Linked DNA regions of Sus scrofa: all the other regions are linked to region 3. The links are chromatin contacts, called in public HiChIP or PLAC-seq maps. All regions are on one chromosome and are shown on one strand. The core of a region is the stretch at or near the end of the contact, and the rest is flanking DNA. Distances in the headings are between cores, read along the strand shown. Region 1 overlaps ZMYND8 (protein kinase C-binding protein 1). Region 2 overlaps ZMYND8 (protein kinase C-binding protein 1). Region 3 overlaps NCOA3 (nuclear receptor coactivator 3). Region 4 overlaps ZMYND8 (protein kinase C-binding protein 1).

Region 1 (4,659 bases), core at 481-2,980, 320 kb after region 3:
CGAGGTTTGGAAGGGATAGGATTGGGGTGAACTAAAGCAGAAATCCACTCCTCCTCGTGACCTTTTACCTATACACTAGGGGCCGTTTCTTCCTGCTGGTTCCAGCCGAGTGGAAGTGTGGGCTCAGGGTTGCCAGATTTCTTGTTGTTTTACACATTGGCTCAAATTAAAAAAAAATAACTATTGACTGCATCCCCTGCATCTGTCAACCACTTGGTTCATTGGTCACCTGTTTGGCGTAGACGGTTAAGGGTTTTCTTTTTACTTTTTAAAAAATTTTTTGGCTGCACCTGCTGTGATGGAAATTCTCAGGCTAGAAATTGAACCTGAGGCATAGCAGTGACTCTAAATGATGCAGTGACAATGCCAGCACAAGAGAACTCCAGGGTTTTCTTTTTTAACTTAACCTTATGTTCTGAATACATTTTTTGTTTTCCTTTTTGTCTCTGTCTTTTGCTTTTTTTGGGGGGGGGACACCTGTGGCATATGGAGGTTCCCAGGCTAGGGTCAAATCAGAGCTGTAAGCTGCCGGCCGAGGCCACAGCCATAGCAACTCAGGATCTGATCCTCGTCTGTGACCTACACCACAGCTCATGGCAATGAAGGATCCTTAATCCACTGAGCGAGGCTGGGGATGGAACCTGCGTCCTTAGGGACACTAGTCAGATTCATTTCTGCTGTGCCTTGACGGGAACTCCCTGAATACGTTTCTATGTTTGTACGTAACCATTGGGAGCAGCATTTCTGTCCTGTCCTGTCCCATCCAGCAACCCTGCACTCTTCTGTTTTATTTCTTTATGGCCACACCCAGGGCATGTGGAAGTTCCCGGCCAAGGACTGAATCCAAGCCATAGCTGTGACCTAAACCACAGATGCAGCACTGCCACACCCCCAACCCACTGCGCTGTGCTGGGGATTGAATCAGTGCTGCCACTGAGATAAGGCCGGATGTGCTATAGCAGGAACTGGTTTTTTTTTTTTTTTTTTTTTGTTTTGCTTTTGCTTTTTAGGGCCACACCTGCAGAATATGGAGGTTCCCAGGCTAGGGGTCAAATTGGAGCTACAACTGCCGGCCTACACCACAGCCACATCTGTGACCTTCCCACAGCTCACGGCAATACCAGATCCTTAACCCACTGAGCAAGGCCAAGGATTGAAGCTACACCCTCAGAGTTCCTAGTTGAATTCGTTTCTTTCTTTCTTTTTTTTTTGTCTTTTGCCATTTCTTGGGCCGCTCCTGCGGCATATGGAAGTTGCCAGGCTAGGGGTTGAATCAGAGCTGTAGCTGCCAGTCTACACCACAGCCACAGCAACACGGGATCTGAGCCGCGTCTGCAACCTACACCACAGCTCACGGCAACGCCGGATCCTTAACCCACTGAGCAAGGCCAGGGATTGAACCCGCAACCTCATGGTTCCTAGTCGATTCGTTAACCACTGAGCCACAATGGAACTCCTCAAATTCATTTCTGTTGTGCCATGATGGGAACTAGAGGAACTCTTTTTTTCTTTTAAGTTTTTATTTTATTTAACTTTTTTAATGAATCCCGTGCTATTCTGTGTAGCTCATCTGTGCATGCCACCAAGACTTGTGCAAGATGCTGCCAGCCCTTTGAACATATAAGTTGCTTCCACGGTTGTGTAAGTAGAGGAACTAGCATGAATCATTAACTCCACCACCGCTCCCCCGCTCAGAGTGCTGGGGTGTGTGGGAGGGAGGGGGCATTTTTTTCCAATTTGATTCTATGACTCATGTTTCATGTAGTCAGAAGGGCACTTAGCACAGGCTGGGATTCTGTACGTGTAGATAATAGATGACGTGTTTGAGCCCACACTCGTGAATTGTACATCAAAGTCTAAAATCTGATTAAATTATTTGTGACTTCAAAGGCAATTAGTTCTTCCTTTGGGCAAGATTTATGGCTTTATAATAGGATTGGCATCCCTTTCAAAGCGTAATTGGAACGAGCATTTCCCAATGTCTTTTTGCTTTTGAAAGTGTCTAGAGTGATTTAAAACAGGGTTTCCCAACCTCAGCACTAGTGATGTTTTGGGCCGGATGATGATTCTCTGTTGGGGAGATTGTCCTGTGCCCAGTAGGGTGTTCAGCAGCATCGGTGGCCTCCATTCACTCAGTGCAGGGAGCCACCCCCCTGCCCACAATTATCACAGCTGAAAACATCTCTGGTTATTGCCACGTGTCCTGGGTGGGGGACATGGTCACCCCTCTAGTCCTTATTGAGAACCACTGCTTTAATATACATGCTTTTGAATTTCAGCCGTGATAAAACTCATTGCTTAACTTTCTGCCTGGAGCTCCTCAATATGTACCTTTAATTTAGCATCACTTTCCCCTGAAAATAAAAAATTCCTTTCAAATTTTAATATAGAATAAATAAGCCATAATTCCAACTCAAAGAGATGATAACTGCTAAGAATTGAGTGTTCCTGGAGTTCCTGTTGTGGCTCAGTGGAAATGAAAGACTAGTATCCATGAGGACGCAGTTCGATCACTGGCCTCTATCAGTGGGTTAAGGATGTGGCGTTGGCCTTGAGCTGTAGTGTAGGTCACAGATGCGGCTCCGATCCCACGTTGCTGTGGCTGTGGTGTAGGGCTGTGGTGTAGGCCTGTGGCTGCAGCTCTGATTCGATCCTAGCCTGGGAATCTCCATGTGCCGTGAGTGTAGTCCCTCGCCCCCCCCAAACGAATTCTGTGTTCTTTTAGATTTTTTTTTTTAATTTTTAATTAATTTTTTTTTTTGGCCATGCCCACGGCATGTGGAAGTTCCTGAGCCAGGACTCAGATCCATGCCACAGCAGTGACCAGAACCACACACAGCAGTGACAACACCAGATCCTTAACCCACTAGGCCCCCAGGGAACGCCTGTTTAGATGTTTTCATGTATATAATCACAATGATGGTGCCAGTAATAAGAGTTTGTTTTTTGGTGGTGGTGGAATGGGATTATATGGAACTTTTTGCTGCACCACAGCCATGCCAGATCTGAGCTGCATCTGCAACCTGCACCACAGCTCATGGCAACACTGGATCCTTAACCCACTGAGCCAGGCCAGGGATCGAACTCTCAACCTCATGGATACTAGTGGGATTCATTACCACTGAGCCACAACCCGAGCTCCCTATACACTTTAATTTTGGGTAATATCATTATCACCTATTGCTCTCCTAAATAGTTTTCCGAGTGCCCATGAGTGTTCCTCTTTCCCTCTGAACCCTTGCTAGGTGTTATTATTGTTATTTTTTTTGTCTTTTTGCCATTTTTTTGGACCGCTCCCATGGCATATGGAGGTTCCCGGGCTGGGGGTTGAATTGGAGCTGTAGCTGCTGACCTACACCAGCGCCACAGCAACGCAGGATCCGAGCTGCATGTGCAACCTACACCACAGCTCACGGCAACGTCGGATCCTTAACCCACCGAGCAAGGCCAGGGATCGAACCCGCAACCTCATGGTTCCTAGTTGGATTCGTTAACCACTGTACCACGACCGGAACTCCTAGGTGTTATTTTGAAGCAGGTGTACCACGCAGGTGGAGAGGATGGAGCGCGGACAGCTGTCTGTGTCCATCTTCCTGACCTGCATTACTACTTATTTACGACGAGCCCAGGGTTCTCGTCAGGCATGCGTCTGACCCGCGGGTACTTTTCTGGGCAGCGCTGCTTCTCCTCTCTTCTGTGGATGCTCCGTCACCCCAGCCGCCTTGGTTTCCGTAGCTGCTGCATATCGAGCAGATGGTTTCAAGTGGCTTCTTTGGATGAAGAGGTTTTTCTTTGGTTGTCCTTAGTGTCGTCTTCATTGCTTTTCGCGACCACAGTAGCCAAAAGCGAAGTGGAGACCTCACTCCTCAGTCACCTCCGTGCCCGCTCGTGCTGTCAGCGTCTTGGGTGCCTGAGCACCGCACAGGCCGGCGGGGAGCCTGCTGTCCTGGAGCCCCCGTTCTCATGGCCAAAAAGAGGCAGTAAACGCAAGGGCCCCGGGGCCACCTTACATGGGGCCAGCAGGGGAGGGCTCCCGGGAGGTGGTGTTTGAGCTGCCCCGGAACAGCGAGGACTGCCAGCCGTGTGATCTGGGTGGGAGTGTGTCGGGGGGTCCTTGGAGATCCCAAGTGTAAAGCTTGAGGTGGGCCCAGGTTCGATCTTGGAGGGGCCAAGCCCAAGGGGCTCCTAGGCTGGCGATTCAGAACGAGGCCAGGAAGGTTGGAAGTGCCTTTGGGCTTTGTTCTGGGGGAGCGGGCACCCTGCATGGTCTTGGATGGAGGAGCGACGTGTTCCTTCCCTGTTGAAGGTGCCCTGCGGCTGCCGGGTGGCGGCGCCCCGGGAGAGGGTGGTATGGCGCCCCGTGGGAGCCCTCACAGGGTCTCCGTGAAAAGTGATGGCGAAGGGCAGTGGTTCCCAACCTTTTTCTCATTATCACCCCTGAGGAGCCCTTTTAGGCAGTTTCTTCCTGATTGTCCTGTGCATCTTTTTAGGGCCGCACCTGCGGCCTATGGAGGTTCCCAGGCTGGGGGTCCCATTGGAGCTGCAACTGCCAACCGACCCCACAGCCACCACAACGCCAGATCCTTAACCCACTGAACAAGGCCAGGATTATACCCGTGTCCTCATGGATACTAGTCCGTTTTTTTAAATGGAGGTGAG
Region 2 (4,322 bases), core at 767-3,266, 270 kb after region 3:
ATGAATGTGCCCATTAATCACCACTTCTGCATTATTGAGAGAGTGAGAGAGCGGGAACTCGAGAGGAGGGATGGGGAGAGGGAGACTGAGTTTGTGTCCAGTGGGAAGATGGTTTTCTCATTTCTAGGAGAGGCGCATGAGAACTAAAGATAATTGGAAACAATTATTTAAAAACACCTTCAAGATGCAAGCCACCCATCTTCCCCCCACCACCCCCCAATTCCCTTCTGATCTTCTCACTCGGGCAAGCAGAACCCACTGCAATTTGTTGTGTTTATTCACATCAGCGAAATAAATGGCTCTTTGGTGCTTGCACTGAAGGTTTGCAGCTTAGCCAGGCTGCTGTCTGTCGAGGTGATAAATTAGAGCCGAAAGCCCGGGAACACGATGGCACTGCAGGGAGGTGAGGGTGTCCTTGCCCCGCTGGGCGACCCGGTGCGAGGAGCCCCGGGCCGGCCCGGTGAGTGGTGCCTCCAAGCCTGTCCTCTCTGCTGCTTCCCCCTCCCCCTGGGAGAGGCCGCCGAGGAGCCGGAAGCAGGAATGTGTGTCGTGTGTGAGCCTCTGTTCCCTTGAACCGAGAGGCTGGGCCCTCAGAACCGCAGAGCTTTCTCAATGGCAGGTAAGCGCCCCTTCCCAGGGTCACCTGCCCCCGCGCTCACTGGGTCTCCGAGGTCCCCGGCTCCCTGGTCCAGTGACATTTCCCCCAAGTGGGGAACGGCCCCCTTCCTTCCACGGCCCCTTCTCCGTTCCAGCCCTTTTCCTGATCTGGGAGGTCACAGCCACACGCGGGAGACCTCTTAGAAGCCCGGCGTAGGCGCGTGCAGCCTTTCCGGGAGGCCCCAGTGGCTCCAGCGGCCCAGGCTGTGGCCTTGGCATCCAGATTCTATGGCTCCAGGAGAGATCCGTGTGAGCAAACTGGCTGCCTGAGTGTTTTGGCCGCTCACATGTTCTTCCTGGCTCCTCCTGGCTCCTTGGACACGAAAAATCCTGCCCCTTCCCTACCCCATCCTTTGCTTCCTGATTTTTCTCCTTTCTCCTCTGGGCCTGGAGGAGATTGTGGGCTTTTGTTTCATGATGATGTAATTACTGGCTGGGGAGGGCTCTAAGATTCCTGGGGAGGGAGGCCTGTTTAGGTACCTGCTCTGTGTCTTTGGGAAACGCTTTGAAATGAGGGTGGCTGTGCTTTGCTCCTGCCCCGAGAGCAGCGTGTGGTCACACTGAGGCTTTGGAGAGGGCTGGCAAGTGCCTGCACTCACGGCTGAGCCAGCCTGGGCCTCCACGCCTGACCCTGCCTTCGCCGTTACAGGAGGAAAGCTGGACTTTGCACAGCGTGATGGACATGCAGGAACCGGCTCCTGGGCCGGTTCCCAGCTCCGTCTTATATAGGCTGGTGTTTCCATAACTGAGCATGGATTTAACCTGCTCCTGGGGGAAATCACCCCTGTTTTTGGAGAGCGATGGTGGAGGAGGAGGAGAAAAAAGACGAGGAGGAGGAATGTGTGTGGGTTTAAATAAAAAACAGCTACTGTTTATGGAGTGCTTACTCTCTGCCAGGCCTCACCCTCAGAGCAGCACATGAATTAACTCCTTTAATCTGTGGCTAACTCCAGGCAGTACCAGGATCTCCATCCGTCGGAAGGAAGAGCAGAGGCCCAGAAGGGTTAAGTAGCTTTCTTAAGGCCGCACTGCACCCCACCTGTATCATTGGCCCCCCAGCCTGACTTCTGTGTAGGGTGACCAGCTTGTCCGGGTTTGCCTGAGACTGGTCTGCCTTTGGCCAGCCACCGCTTGGTCACCCCGCTTCTGATGCTGGTGCCAGCCTGTTGCCCGTTACTCGCTTTTTATTCAGCCCCCAGCCATCCTGCCGTTGATAGCATTGAGGAAATTTACATCCATGGAAAGACACCACAGGGCCTGTCCTCCAGGGGGAGGGCCTGGCCTTTGGCTGGGGCCTGGTCCCTCTCCGGAGGAGACAATTCCCTGTATTTGGTGTGTCATTTCCTAGACTGAGGAGTGGCAAGTGTGGTGACTCAGGCGCCGGATGTGGGTGGGGGCTGGGGTGCCTGGCTGGGCCTGGCTGGACATTGGGAAGGGCTTTTCAGGGAGGGGGCATGGCTGCGGAGCCTTCCCTCCCCCAGTCTGTTTTGTGGTGTAGGCCAGGCCCTGCTGCCCCCCGGCGAAGGTGGGGAGGTGAGCGTGCTTCTGGGAACCGCCTTTGGGAGAACAGTGTGTGTCATCAGCATGTGACATCCACTGTCACGTTGGCACTCCCCAGCCCCCACACCGCACCATCTGCAGTGGAGAAAGGAAACCAGCAGCATGAGCGTGTGCCCTTCACACAGAGACCCCGAGCCAGGCAGTCTTCTGGCTGCAGAGCTGAGACCCGCCTCTCCCCGTGTGAGGCCCCAGGTGGCGGCCTGGCTCCCGAGCCCACCCGGGCCCTTGTGTGATCTTGGGCAGGTGATTTAGAGGGACGGACCCGAAAGGCATTTGCAACAGGGTCTGGTGCATTATATGCAGTAAAAGAGCATCTTAGCTGTTAACACCCAGGGCTCAGGAAAGCTAAGAGGCTCGGTTATCTTGGAGGCCGGCATCCCTTAAGTCAGGGGCCATCTAGGGAGGGCGCAGCGGGATTATTTCTGGTCTGTTCACAACAGGTTCAGGGCAGATGTCGTCACGTGCTCGGATCCTAATTCCCAGTAGACCTTGCCATATTGAGATTCAGTGAAAAGTCACGGGAGGGGAAGATTTGCTGCTTCCTGCTCCATGCCACGCTGTGCGCCTGAGTCACTGCTCTGTCCTTTTCTTCTAGGCTACTCTGTCCCCTCGCCCATGTTAACTCCTGCAGCACCAGACTTATCTTTGAAGGGCAGTAGGGCTGCTGGCGGCCAGCCCTGTAGAATCTCAAGTCCTGCTACCTCCCAGGAAAGTCTCTGGGATCAAGGGTGAACCATTTCCCTAGCGGCCCGGTCTTACATGGCTGTTTGTCCTTATTCCAAAGTGATACTTGAAATGCATTTAGAAACATGTCCCTGTCAGAATCAGATCATTAAAGAAGGGGGGAAAAAAGAAACCCTTTGACTCAGCTTTTTGGAGAAGGTCCTTAAGGCAGCTTTATTACCATGACGACAGCACGGTTCCCAGCCACCATTCTGTCACCAGCAGAGGCCTCGCCTCCACTGGCGTCAGTAGGTTGTGAAGCCAGAATCCCTGTCTCTGAAGGACACTGAATCCAGCCGGCATTTCTCAATTTTTCTCCCCAAGAGTCTTCAGTGAAAGCCTCTGCTGTTGACAATTGTGTCTGTTGTTTGGAATCTATTAAATTTCTACCCCTTGGATACAGTCACTGATCTCTCATTAACTCTGGAGGGAGTCGGTGTGTCTGTAACGGGGAATGGAATTGGGGTTTTTATGTTTGGCTCAGACTCGCAGGTGGGGATGCTCTTAGGTGTGGGCACCCTTGGGTTAGACCCCTCCTCTCACCGACTGAGGCCCTGCTTCCCTTTGTTTGCTGGTGGCCTTGGGCAAAGCTTTGTGTACCTCTCCAGGGCTAAGGAGTATATTTATTTCCAGTGATTCTGTTCTTCCCTCTTTCCCATGGAATTAAGGCATTTCAAAGTTAAAAGACTCGATCTTCCATAGTTTTTAATTTTTTTTCCGGTTTCAGTGTTTATTTAATTTATTTATTATTATTTTAATGATTCTTATGTTTTTCCATTATAGCTGTTTTGTAGTGTTTTGTCAGTTAACCCCAAATTCCCCGTCCATCCCACTTCCTCCCCATCCCCCTTGGCAACCACAAGTCTATTCTCCAAGTCTATGAGTATCTTTTCTGTGGAAAGGTTCATTTGTGCTGTATATTAGATTCCAGATATAAGTGATATCATATGGTATTTGTCTTTCTCTTTCTGACTGACTTCACTTAGTGTGAGAGTCTCTAGTTCCTTCCATGTTACCGAAAATGGCATTCTTTTGTTCTTTTTTTTTTATGGCTGAGTAGTATTCCATTGTGTATCTGTACCACATCTTCTTAATCCATTCATCCGTCGTGGACATTTAGGTTGTTTCCATGTCTGGCTGTTGTGTTTGGTGCTGCAATGAACATACGGGTACCTGTGTCTTTTTCAAGGCAAGTTTTGTCTGGATATAGGCGCAAGAGTGGGATTGCTGGGTCATGTGGTAGTTCTACATAGAGTTTTCTAAGGTACCTCCGTACTGTTTTCCATAGTGGTTGTACCAGTTTACATTCCCACTAACAGTGCGGGAGGGTTCCCTTTTCTCCACACCCTCTCCAGCTGTTTGTGGACTTAGTGATCTTCCGT
Region 3 (4,768 bases), core at 83-2,582:
TAAAGATTCAGACAAATAAATGAGCCAGAACTATTCAGGCTATCCTCAACTTACAAATAGTTGACTAGAATTCAAAACATTCTCCCAGTGAAATAGTGACATGAGTGGCAGGTAGTAGCTAACGTGAGGCCATGAAAATAGGATCAAACTATCTCCATAGAAGTCTGTGTCTTAAGATACCCAGGTATAATCAGAGAATAAGTAGGTACCTTTTAGAAGATTCTGAAGAGGTTATCCAAGTACCTTCAAAGGACTACGTAAAAGCACACAGTGCTGGTTCTTTTTCATGGTCTCTCTTTATTTCGAGTTCGTGGTTTCATTTTTCTTTGATAGATATAAATGTCTCTATATCAAAAGTATTATTTATACTTAAGAATGTCTGTTGGCACATAATGAAAATATGAGCAGTAAAGAAAAAAAAGAGGAGAGAGAGTGTTTAGACCCCTTGAGGTAAGCAATAAAGCTCTGGACTAAGATAAGCGGTCAGAGTTAGAAGGGTGTGTGCACAGAAATAAAATCTGATATAACTTTAATTAATAAGCAAAGAAGATATAAAGGAGAGATGATCACAGCCTGTGCCCTATTCTCCCCTAATCCATTCTTTCTGACTCAGAGAAGATACTTTAAGAAATGTTGGAGTTCCCGTCGTGGCGCAGTGGTTAACGAATCCGACTAGGAACCATGAGGCTGTGGGTTCGGTCCCTGCCCTTGCTCAGTGGGTTAACGATCTGGTGTTGCCGTGAGCTGTGGTGTAGGTGGCAGACGAGGCTCGGATCCTGCGTTGCTGTGGCTCTGGCGTAGGCCGGTGGCTACAGCTCCGATTCAACCCCTAGCCTGGGAACCTCCATATGCCGCGGGAGCGGCCCAAGAAATAGCAACAATAACAACAACAACAACAACAACAACAAAAGACAAAAAAAAAAAAAAAGAAATGTTAAAACTTAAGAGCTCAAACTACTGCCTTTGGAATGGATAAGCAATGAGATCTTGCTATATAGCACTGGGAACTATATCTAGTCACTTATGATGGAGCATGATAATGTGAGAAAAAAGAATGTATGTATGTATGTGTGACTGGGTCACCTTGCTATACAGGAGAAAACTGACAGCACACTGTAAACCAGCTATAATGGAAAAAATAAAAATCATTATAAAATAAAAAAATAAATGAAATAAAACTTAAGAGCTGATATCATTAGCCACATGGTAATTCAATGGCTGAGAATAGCAAAGATGCTATAGGAAGTAGCACTAATCAAGCAGTGCATGATACATGCAATAGTCACCATGGGTCAACTACAAGACAGATATTCCTAATATGGAGTGCCTGCGCAGTTAAAAACAAAAAAACAAACCTTGAACAAGACACTTCCTCCTACAGTACTCAAGCTGGCCCTGCCCACCAATATCAAAAACATAAAGAAGCTACCCTGCAACAGTAACATCTCAAAAACTAACAATGTGGAAATGTGAAGCTGATAAAACACTTCAAATTAATTTTAGAAAGAAAAGGTATTGAAGGTAGAAAGAGAGAATAAGATATACCAAGGGAAAAGCATATCTTAGCTGGATTCCCTTCCCTAAAAGCAAAGAGGTGGGAGCAGATGATCTCTAAGTCTAGCAACACGACATGGCTGGCCTGACTCATGAGACTTCCTGGATGGGTCACCATCTAGACTACACGTTAGTCTGTGCTCAGTCCTTGCTGCTTCCAGTGCCTTTTTTCTTTTTCTGACCTCACAGCTTATTACTCTTCAGTGATTATAATTCCATCCTAGCCTAAATAACCTTAAATTCAAAAGAAGCTTTTTGAAAAATAATGCTTCTATATCCCCAAAAGTTGTATGTCTGATGAAAGATATATACTCTTCAAATCAATCTCCAAAAGGCACTACTGATTTCATGGACGACAATAATACAAATAACAAATGAGAGCAGGTACAGCAAAGTCCATGAAGAAAGTAAGAATGCACTCCTAAGATCATTTACCTGTCAAGGTTGTGTAGCACTGGTAGCAATGTCAAATATCAAAATCCAAACTAACTACAACTGCCTCCTTAGTCCCCTCCAAAACAGAGCTGCTATGCTACACGGAGCGAAAACTCTGTGCCTCTAGGTCAAGACTGTTCAAGGGAAGAAGTCTGCCGCAAGCAAGAATATAAACTACTGAGGAATCGGATGAAAAGATCCCTCAATCTAAATAAGACGTAGCTTGGTTTTGTTTTTTTTTTTTTTTGTTCAAAGGTCAGTTTGATGACTCATGACTTTAAAGAGCTTCTCTGTGTACTTCATAAAACCTGCCTATGCCTGTGGAGTAAATGAAGCTGGGAGCACCTCATTACCGTTAGAGAACATTTGAGGCAAAAAAAATAATTATGAACTCTTATAAAACCATTCATACAACTAAACTGGCTCAAATCAAAACCCACTTCGCCAAGTGTATTAAGAATGGTCAATAAGTACTAGGGGTGTAATATACAATATGACTATAACCCTGCTGCATGATAAAAAGGAAAGTTGTTAAAAGAGTAAATCCTTCAATTAAAAAAAAACTTTTAAGGCAAAAAAGTCAATCCTAAGAGTTCTCATCACAAGGAGGAAACTTTTTCTTCTTTCCTTTTTACTGTATTTGTATGAAATGACATGTTAGCTGAACCTGTTGTGGCAATCATTTTACAATATATGTAAAAGCATCACGGCACACCCCTTAAATTTATTCAGTGAAGTATTTCCATTATTTTTCAATAAAACTGAGGAGGTGGGAGGTTTTGGTTGTTTCCTTTTTTTTTTTTTTTTTCCAGTGGTCACTCTTCAACAGCCTGGGTGTTTTCCACACAAAGGAGATCATATTCCCTACGCCAGTGTGCTTAGGCAGAACTGTTGATTAAAACAGACAAGTTTTGGGTTTTTTTCCCCTTCAACAAGCTGATGACCCAGTGCTAGGGATCAACAAAACTAATACATGCAGAATCACAAATGTATCTTGTGCTATAAAAAGTCTCTACTGAAAATAACGGCTCATCCGTAATTTATTTATTTATTTTTTTGTCTTTTTGCTATTTCTTGGGCCGCTCCCGCGGCATATGGAGGTTCCCAGGCTAGGGGTAGAATCGGAGCTGTAGCCACCGGCCTACGCTAGAGCCACAGCAACGTGGGATCCGAGCCGCGTCTGCAACCTACACCATAGCTCACGGCAACACCTGATCGTCAACCCACTGAGCAAGGGCAGGGACCGAACCCACAACCTCATGGTTCCTAGTCGGATTCGTTAACCACTGCGCCACGACGGGAACTCCTCATCCGTAATTTAAAAGCGGGAACAACTGAGTACCACATGTCATACAAGCTATTCAAAGTCTAACCTTCAGTCAACCAGGTTCCTACTAATAAAAGAAAGAGATTCAGGTTAACAATAACGTGTGTCTCTCTCCCTTTCTTTTTTTTTTCTTTTAAATGGTCGTACCTACAGCACATGGAAGTTCCTAGCCCAGGGACTGAATCTGAGCCACAGCTGTGGCCTTGCCAAATCCTTTAACCCACTACGCAGGGCCACACCTCTGCAGTGACCTGAGCCACTGCAAATTTTTAACCCACTGCACCCCAGTGGGAATTCCACTATGTGTCTTTCAAAGTCGCTAAACTTTACTGGTTAGCTCAGGTCGTCCTGGTGTTCAAGTAGGAAAAAACAGAGCCAACAGAGACAGCTGTGGCAGAAAGTGGACATGCTACAAGGCAACAAACAGATACAGCAGGGTAAAAGATTTACGTCAAATGCTTCTAGAGTTCCAACCAAATTCAATAGATCAGTAGTTCTCAACCTCTTTCTTTCTTTTTTTTTTTTTTTTTTTTGGTCTTTTTACGGCTGCACTCACAGCATATAGAAGTTCCCAGGCTAGGAGTCAAACCAGAGCTGCAGCTACCAGCCTATAACACTCCACGGCAATGCCAGAATGGAGCCGCATCTGTAACCTACACTGCAGATTGTGGCAATGCCAGATCCTTAACCCACTGAGCAAGGCCAGGGATCAAACCCGCATCCTCATGGATGCTAGTCAGGTTCTTAACCCGCTGAGCCACAATGGGAACTCCTTCAACCTTTTGTTATCAGGCTTCTTTTTATCTCTTAAAAATTGGGAACTCTTATAAAGCTTTGATTATGGGGGTTATACTTATCGAAGTTTACTATATCAGAAATTAAAACTTGAAACATTTAAAATATTAATTCATTTAAGTCTATTAAGAGTTCCCACTGTGGCACAACAGGATCAGCAGCATCTTCAGAGTACTGGGATACAAGTTCAATCCCTGACCCAGAGCAGTGGGTTAAGGATCCAGTGTTGTGCCACAGTTGTTGCGGCTCAGATCTGATACCTGGCCCAGAATTCCACATGCCACAGGGTGGCCAAAAACAGTAAGTTTAGTATATGTTAACATACACAATTCTATGAAAAATAACTTCTGAAACAAAACAACTCCATGAGAGGTGGCATTGTTTCACATTTACAAACCTTATGTCTGGCTTAATACAAGACAACTAGATCCTCGAATCTACTACTCCATTCACTCTGGTATATAATACATTATACTGATTGAAACATACGAAGAAAATCCAGCCTCCAGGAAACACATAATGTAAAAGGAAGGACTATTTCAATAGCCTTTTACAATCAATTACAAATAATTTTCCTTTATATTATGCTAAAACTCAACAAGTAGTACTTCAAGATTTGGAAATAGTTTCAATCTAACAAAAAGTTGCAAAAAATAT
Region 4 (4,509 bases), core at 1,058-3,557, 290 kb after region 3:
CTAGAGCTAAAACGGAACTCGGGCAAGCCTGCTGGCAGCCCCGCTGCTTTCCTGTGAGGGTTGCCTGTTGACTCTGAGACACCAGCGTTTCAATCCATGGCCTTTTAAAGAAAGAAAAAGAAATCCTGACTCTCTAGCGACATGCCAGCCCTGTATCGAGTAGAGCAACCCAAGATGGCTTTTTAATGAATGTGTAAAATGCTGTGATTTTCTTTTGTTGTTATTGATGTGTTTGTTCAAATTCCTTTTGCGAATGCGCATTTGTTTTGAAACCAAACCTGTCTTTCTTGCCTACATTTCAGTCAGAACTAAGACATGGTCCGTTTTACTATATGAAGCAGCCACTCACCACAGACCCTGTTGATGTTGTACCGCAGGACGGACGAAATGATTTCTACTGCTGGGTTTGTCACCGGGAAGGCCAAGTGCTTTGCTGTGAGCTCTGTCCCCGGGTTTATCACGCTAAGTGTCTGAGACTGACATCGGAACCAGAGGGGGACTGGTTTTGTCCTGAGTGTGAGGTTAGTTCCTGACGAACGAATGCGCGTTGTCTGCCTCGTTTCTTCTCCTTTCTCTTTCTCCCTTTCGTTTCGAGTTGTTCACGTAATCCCGCCACAAGGAAAAGAGAAATTTCTTGCCTTCTGTCTCCTCTATCCCGGTCACCCCTTTTGGGGACCAACAGTGGCCGTGGCCTTGGCACTGCAGCTCTTGGAAAGACGGTTGCACTGAATCTTGTTTTTGATTCGTCCCGGGTCGTTGGATCACGCTGAGGCCTGCAGCCTTTTTCGACTCTCCTGTCATGAACATGTCAGAAGTTCACTTAGGAACGCCTCGCAGTTGCTTATTTTGCAAAGAGCTTGTGAAGTGTCCGCCTTCCTTGCACGTCCTCTCCTGCTGCATCATGGAGTCGTCGGCCGTGGCCATGCTGGGAAGACTGCTGGTTGTGTGTCCCACGTGGTTGTGGTTGCATCTGGTGCTTGCGTTCCCGCAACAGCTCTTTCTCCAGTGCCTATGAGGTACTCGGGGTTCGACAGCAGACACGAAGAAGCCTGGATCCCATTCTTTTTCAGAAGAAAAGAAGGCAAACCAAAATAAAGTTATATACAGTGTGTTAGGAGAAGAGTGTTCTAGACAAACAGAATCTACGTTGATGAGTAGGGAGTGGGGTGGGGGTGCAAGGTGTTCCCATTGTACTTTTATTTTATTTTTTTTTTTTTTTTTTTTTGTCTTTTCTAGGGCTGCACCAGGGCATATGGAGGTTCCCAGGCTAGGGGTCTAATTGGAGCTGTAGGCGCCGGCTCACGCCAGAGCCACAGCAACACCAGATCCGAGCTGCATGTACGATCTACACCACAGCTCACGGCAACGCTGGATCCTTAACCCCCTGAGCAAGGCCAGGGATCGAACCCGAAATCTCATGGTTCCTAGTCAGATTCGTTAACCACTTAGCCAAGACGGGACGCCAAGGTGTTTCCATTTTAAATGAGGAAGTGCAGGAAGCCTTCTTAGGATTTGAGAAAGACCTGAAGAAGAGAACGAGCGAGCCATGGAGCCACAGGGGGAAGACCTTCCAGGCAGACAGGCTGCAGGTATAGAGCCAGAGGCGGAAGCATGCTGGTGTAGTGAAGGGAACATGTATGTTTCTTTGTAGCAAAGCCTTAAGCACACTTCATTAAAACAGTTACTGTGGGAGTTTCCTTGTGACACAGCAGGTTGAGTATCTGGCATTGTGGTAGGCGGGGTGGTGCGGGTTCGTCCATGGCCTGGGAACTTCTGTAGGCTGCAGGTGCAGCCAAAAAAACCAAAAACATAAAACAAGAGTTCCTGTTCTGGTGCCGTGGGTTAAGGACCTGGCATTGCTGCAGCTGTGGCATAGGTCTCAGCTGCGGTTCAGGTTCGATTCCTAGCCCAGGAACTTCTCTGTGCCCTGGGTGTGGCCCGAAAACAAACCAAAGCAGTCGTGATGGCTTCCACTCTTCTGCGATGTCTTAGTCTTGGCAGCTTCCAACTGTGATGCTATTTCCAAATGCTGAAGATGAGAATGTCATCTGCAGCATCGTTTAGTATGGAATGTCCCTTGCGTTCAGAGGTATATTGGTCTTAGATCTCAAATGAGGATGTCGGAAGTGGAAAGCCCTCCCAGGTGTTGATCGTGGGGAAGAAAAGCAAGCTCTAGGATAGCGACTGTAGTACCTCTTGAAGATAAGAAATGTACGGAGAGAAGTTAGACATCCAGTCAGTATGGCGTGATGATGACACCGAAATTGTGTTCTGCCCCTAAAATTGCAGAAGCTGGCCACTAGATGGAGAGATGGGCAGGACACGGGTTGCCTGGCAAGGCCTTCCTCTTCAGAGCCCCACCTCGTTCTGCTGCCTTTGGTGTGGGAACTGGAACCTTCATCTCGAGTTCCTTTTGTCTCAACTCACCCTTCCCAGTTGTTCAATAATTTTGCAGGAAGTTCCCTGATGGCCTTGCGTTTGAGAATCTGGCATTGTCACTGCTGTGGCTTGGGTCACTTCTGTGGCACAGGTTCAATCCCTGGGCCGGGAATTTCCACAGGCCGAGGATGTGGCCAAAATAAAAATGTCTATTAAAATAATTTTGTAAGGAGGATAATGGCTCAGATAGGGTGCTTTTGCTGCAAATAATAGATCTTGATGAAAGGCAGCTGAAACGGTAAGGGTGTGTTACCATGTGTAGAAGCAACCCAGAGGCAGGGCCAGACCAGAGTTTGCGCAGAGCCAGACACTGCATTTCCCTGTGGAGGCGATCTGTTCCTCGTGGCTCTAAGGTGGCTGCTGGGGACCCCATCACATGTGGCTAGACAACCATCCCCCTCAGAGGAGTGTTTCTCCTCATGTGCCTTTTTATCAGCCTCTGGCTGACAGGCCCTTGGGCTCCGTGGCCAGCATTGGATCACCCGTCCCCCTGCAAGAAAGGTTTGAAAATACCTGTCTGGCACTCTCAGTCCGTCATGTGGGAACCATGCATTGACAGCCAGCACTGACAGCATTGACCCATTGAGGGGGGCTGGGGCGGGAAGAGGTGAATGACAGTTGAGTGGGCAACCCAAGCGTTGACCTTGAATGGTTACCTAGAAATGAGCTGGAATTCAAACCCACAGGTATTAAGCGTCTAAGACTTAGGGTCTGGAGTTTCTTGCAGGGGCGAACTGGGGAGGCAATCAGCTGGGGAGACAGCCGTTTCAGGCTCTGATAGCTGAGAAGCTGGTTCCCTGCATCACGGGCCGATTTCTGCTTCTGGGCCCCGCTCCTGTTGCCCTTGTTCTCGACAACGGACCGACACAGCTACAAGTTCCTTGTGGAGAATTCAGACATCGAAGAATGGAGACTAGAATTCCATGGCAATTCATTGGAGAAAACTCTTCTCAGCTCTCTGCGCAGATGGTTCAAGAGCATTTTCTGACGTCATCCGAATTTGCTATTTTTGTTGTCGCTACCTAAGGCTTCTGAAGCTCTGAGATACAGGACCAGATTTACAGAGCAGAATCTGGCTTCAGATGTGTCTTTGGTGGAATTTCTCTTATAAAGTGACGTTTATTGCCCATGGAGATAAGCAGTTAGGTTCTGCTCTGTGCATTGTTTGCCAGGATTTCCTGAGTGGGTTCCCAACAGTGGAGACGGAGAAGGAAGTCGTGTTCATTACGAGTTCCTGCCATTGCTTAGGTTGTTTCTACAGGGAAGACTGTCCCTTTCCATCCACGATGTCACTGAGTGAATGAATGCCCTGTCAGTTTCCAGGAAGATAGCCCAGGACCTTAAGAGGATCAAGGGACGTGGCCGATTCACTGTGTGAAGAAGTGACTCTGAAACCATCAGTGGCCTTTTTCATATCCTGTACCTGAAACCCAAGGTTATAATAGTGACAATTTTTCAGGACCTTGCCTACCTGCACCTTTTTCTGATTATATCATCTCTATGAGCTCAAAAACTTTTCTTAATAAGGTAATCAGTGGATTGGTGTGCTCCTTAATCTTTATCCACGGATCCTGCCCACAAGTCAAGACCGGAGTCCTGGTCAAGCAAACAGCTGGTCTTATTTGTTTATTTATTTATTTGGGTTAGGGCTGCACCCGCGGAGTATGGAAATTTCCAGGCCTGGGGTCGAATCAGAGTTGCAGCAGCCAGCCTACGCCACAGCCACGGCAACACCGGATCTGAGCCAATCTGCCATTTGTACCATAGCTGGAGGCAACGCTGGCTCTTTAACCTGCTTAGTGAGACCAGGGATAGAACCTGCATCCTCGCGGACACTGTGTCAGGTTCTTAACCTGCTGAGCCGTAACGGGAACTTCCGCAGCTGGTCTTGTTTGGACAGGAATTATTCGTTCTGCGTGAGAAACAGAATTATTTGTTCTGGAAAATTAAGAGGGTAGGTAACTGAGTGTGTGGGATAGGAACTGTATTTTCTAACTGGCTGTTTGTGTGATTTTGACTTGTAGAAGATAACGGTGGCTGAGTGCATCGAGACTCAGAGTAAAGCCATGA

Evidence for each region. HiChIP or PLAC-seq counts read pairs in DNA pulled down with a chosen protein or histone mark.
Region 1: an H3K27ac HiChIP or PLAC-seq map of alveolar macrophages shows a contact between it and region 3. The contact joins two enhancer-like sites. A contact is called at or near these places in 15 of 47 Hi-C or Micro-C datasets (alveolar macrophages, brain, embryonic fibroblasts and 9 more) and 2 of 2 datasets of contacts at active chromatin or transcription factors (alveolar macrophages and skeletal muscle).
Region 2: an H3K27ac HiChIP or PLAC-seq map of alveolar macrophages shows a contact between it and region 3. The contact joins two enhancer-like sites. A contact is called at or near these places in 1 of 47 Hi-C or Micro-C datasets (embryonic fibroblasts) and 2 of 2 datasets of contacts at active chromatin or transcription factors (alveolar macrophages and skeletal muscle).
Region 4: a contact with region 3 is called in an H3K27ac HiChIP or PLAC-seq map of alveolar macrophages. The contact joins two enhancer-like sites. A contact is called at or near these places in 1 of 47 Hi-C or Micro-C datasets (epiblast stem cells) and 2 of 2 datasets of contacts at active chromatin or transcription factors (alveolar macrophages and skeletal muscle).

What each region holds. Positions count from the first base shown.
Region 1 is chr17:49,303,187-49,307,845 of Sscrofa11.1, reverse strand. All of the region lies in intron 13 of ZMYND8 (protein kinase C-binding protein 1), which reads left to right. Among named protein-coding and RNA genes, the nearest start is that of ZMYND8, 85 kb to the left of the region's middle. Within about 2 kb of position 1,730, at least 21 of the 83 cell types and tissues checked have an H3K27ac peak or open chromatin away from gene starts, as enhancers often do. A contact at or near this core is called in alveolar macrophages and embryonic fibroblasts, where this site is marked.
Region 2 is chr17:49,353,460-49,357,781 of Sscrofa11.1, reverse strand. All of the region lies in intron 3 of ZMYND8 (protein kinase C-binding protein 1), which reads left to right. Among named protein-coding and RNA genes, the nearest start is that of ZMYND8, 35 kb to the left of the region's middle. Within about 2 kb of position 2,016, at least 52 of the 83 cell types and tissues checked have an H3K27ac peak or open chromatin away from gene starts, as enhancers often do. A contact at or near this core is called in alveolar macrophages and embryonic fibroblasts, where this site is marked.
Region 3 is chr17:49,622,030-49,626,797 of Sscrofa11.1, reverse strand. The region is part of intron 2 of NCOA3 (nuclear receptor coactivator 3); the gene reads right to left. Among named protein-coding and RNA genes, the nearest start is that of NCOA3, 96 kb to the right of the region's middle. Within about 2 kb of position 1,332, at least 18 of the 83 cell types and tissues checked have an H3K27ac peak or open chromatin away from gene starts, as enhancers often do. A contact at or near this core is called in alveolar macrophages and embryonic fibroblasts, where this site is marked.
Region 4 is chr17:49,333,744-49,338,252 of Sscrofa11.1, reverse strand. ZMYND8 (protein kinase C-binding protein 1) reads left to right here. Exons shown (of 26, transcript XM_021078039.1): 5 at 303-521; 6 at 4,464-4,509. Among named protein-coding and RNA genes, the nearest start is that of ZMYND8, 54 kb to the left of the region's middle. Within about 2 kb of position 2,307, at least 2 of the 83 cell types and tissues checked have an H3K27ac peak or open chromatin away from gene starts, as enhancers often do. A contact at or near this core is called in alveolar macrophages, where this site is marked.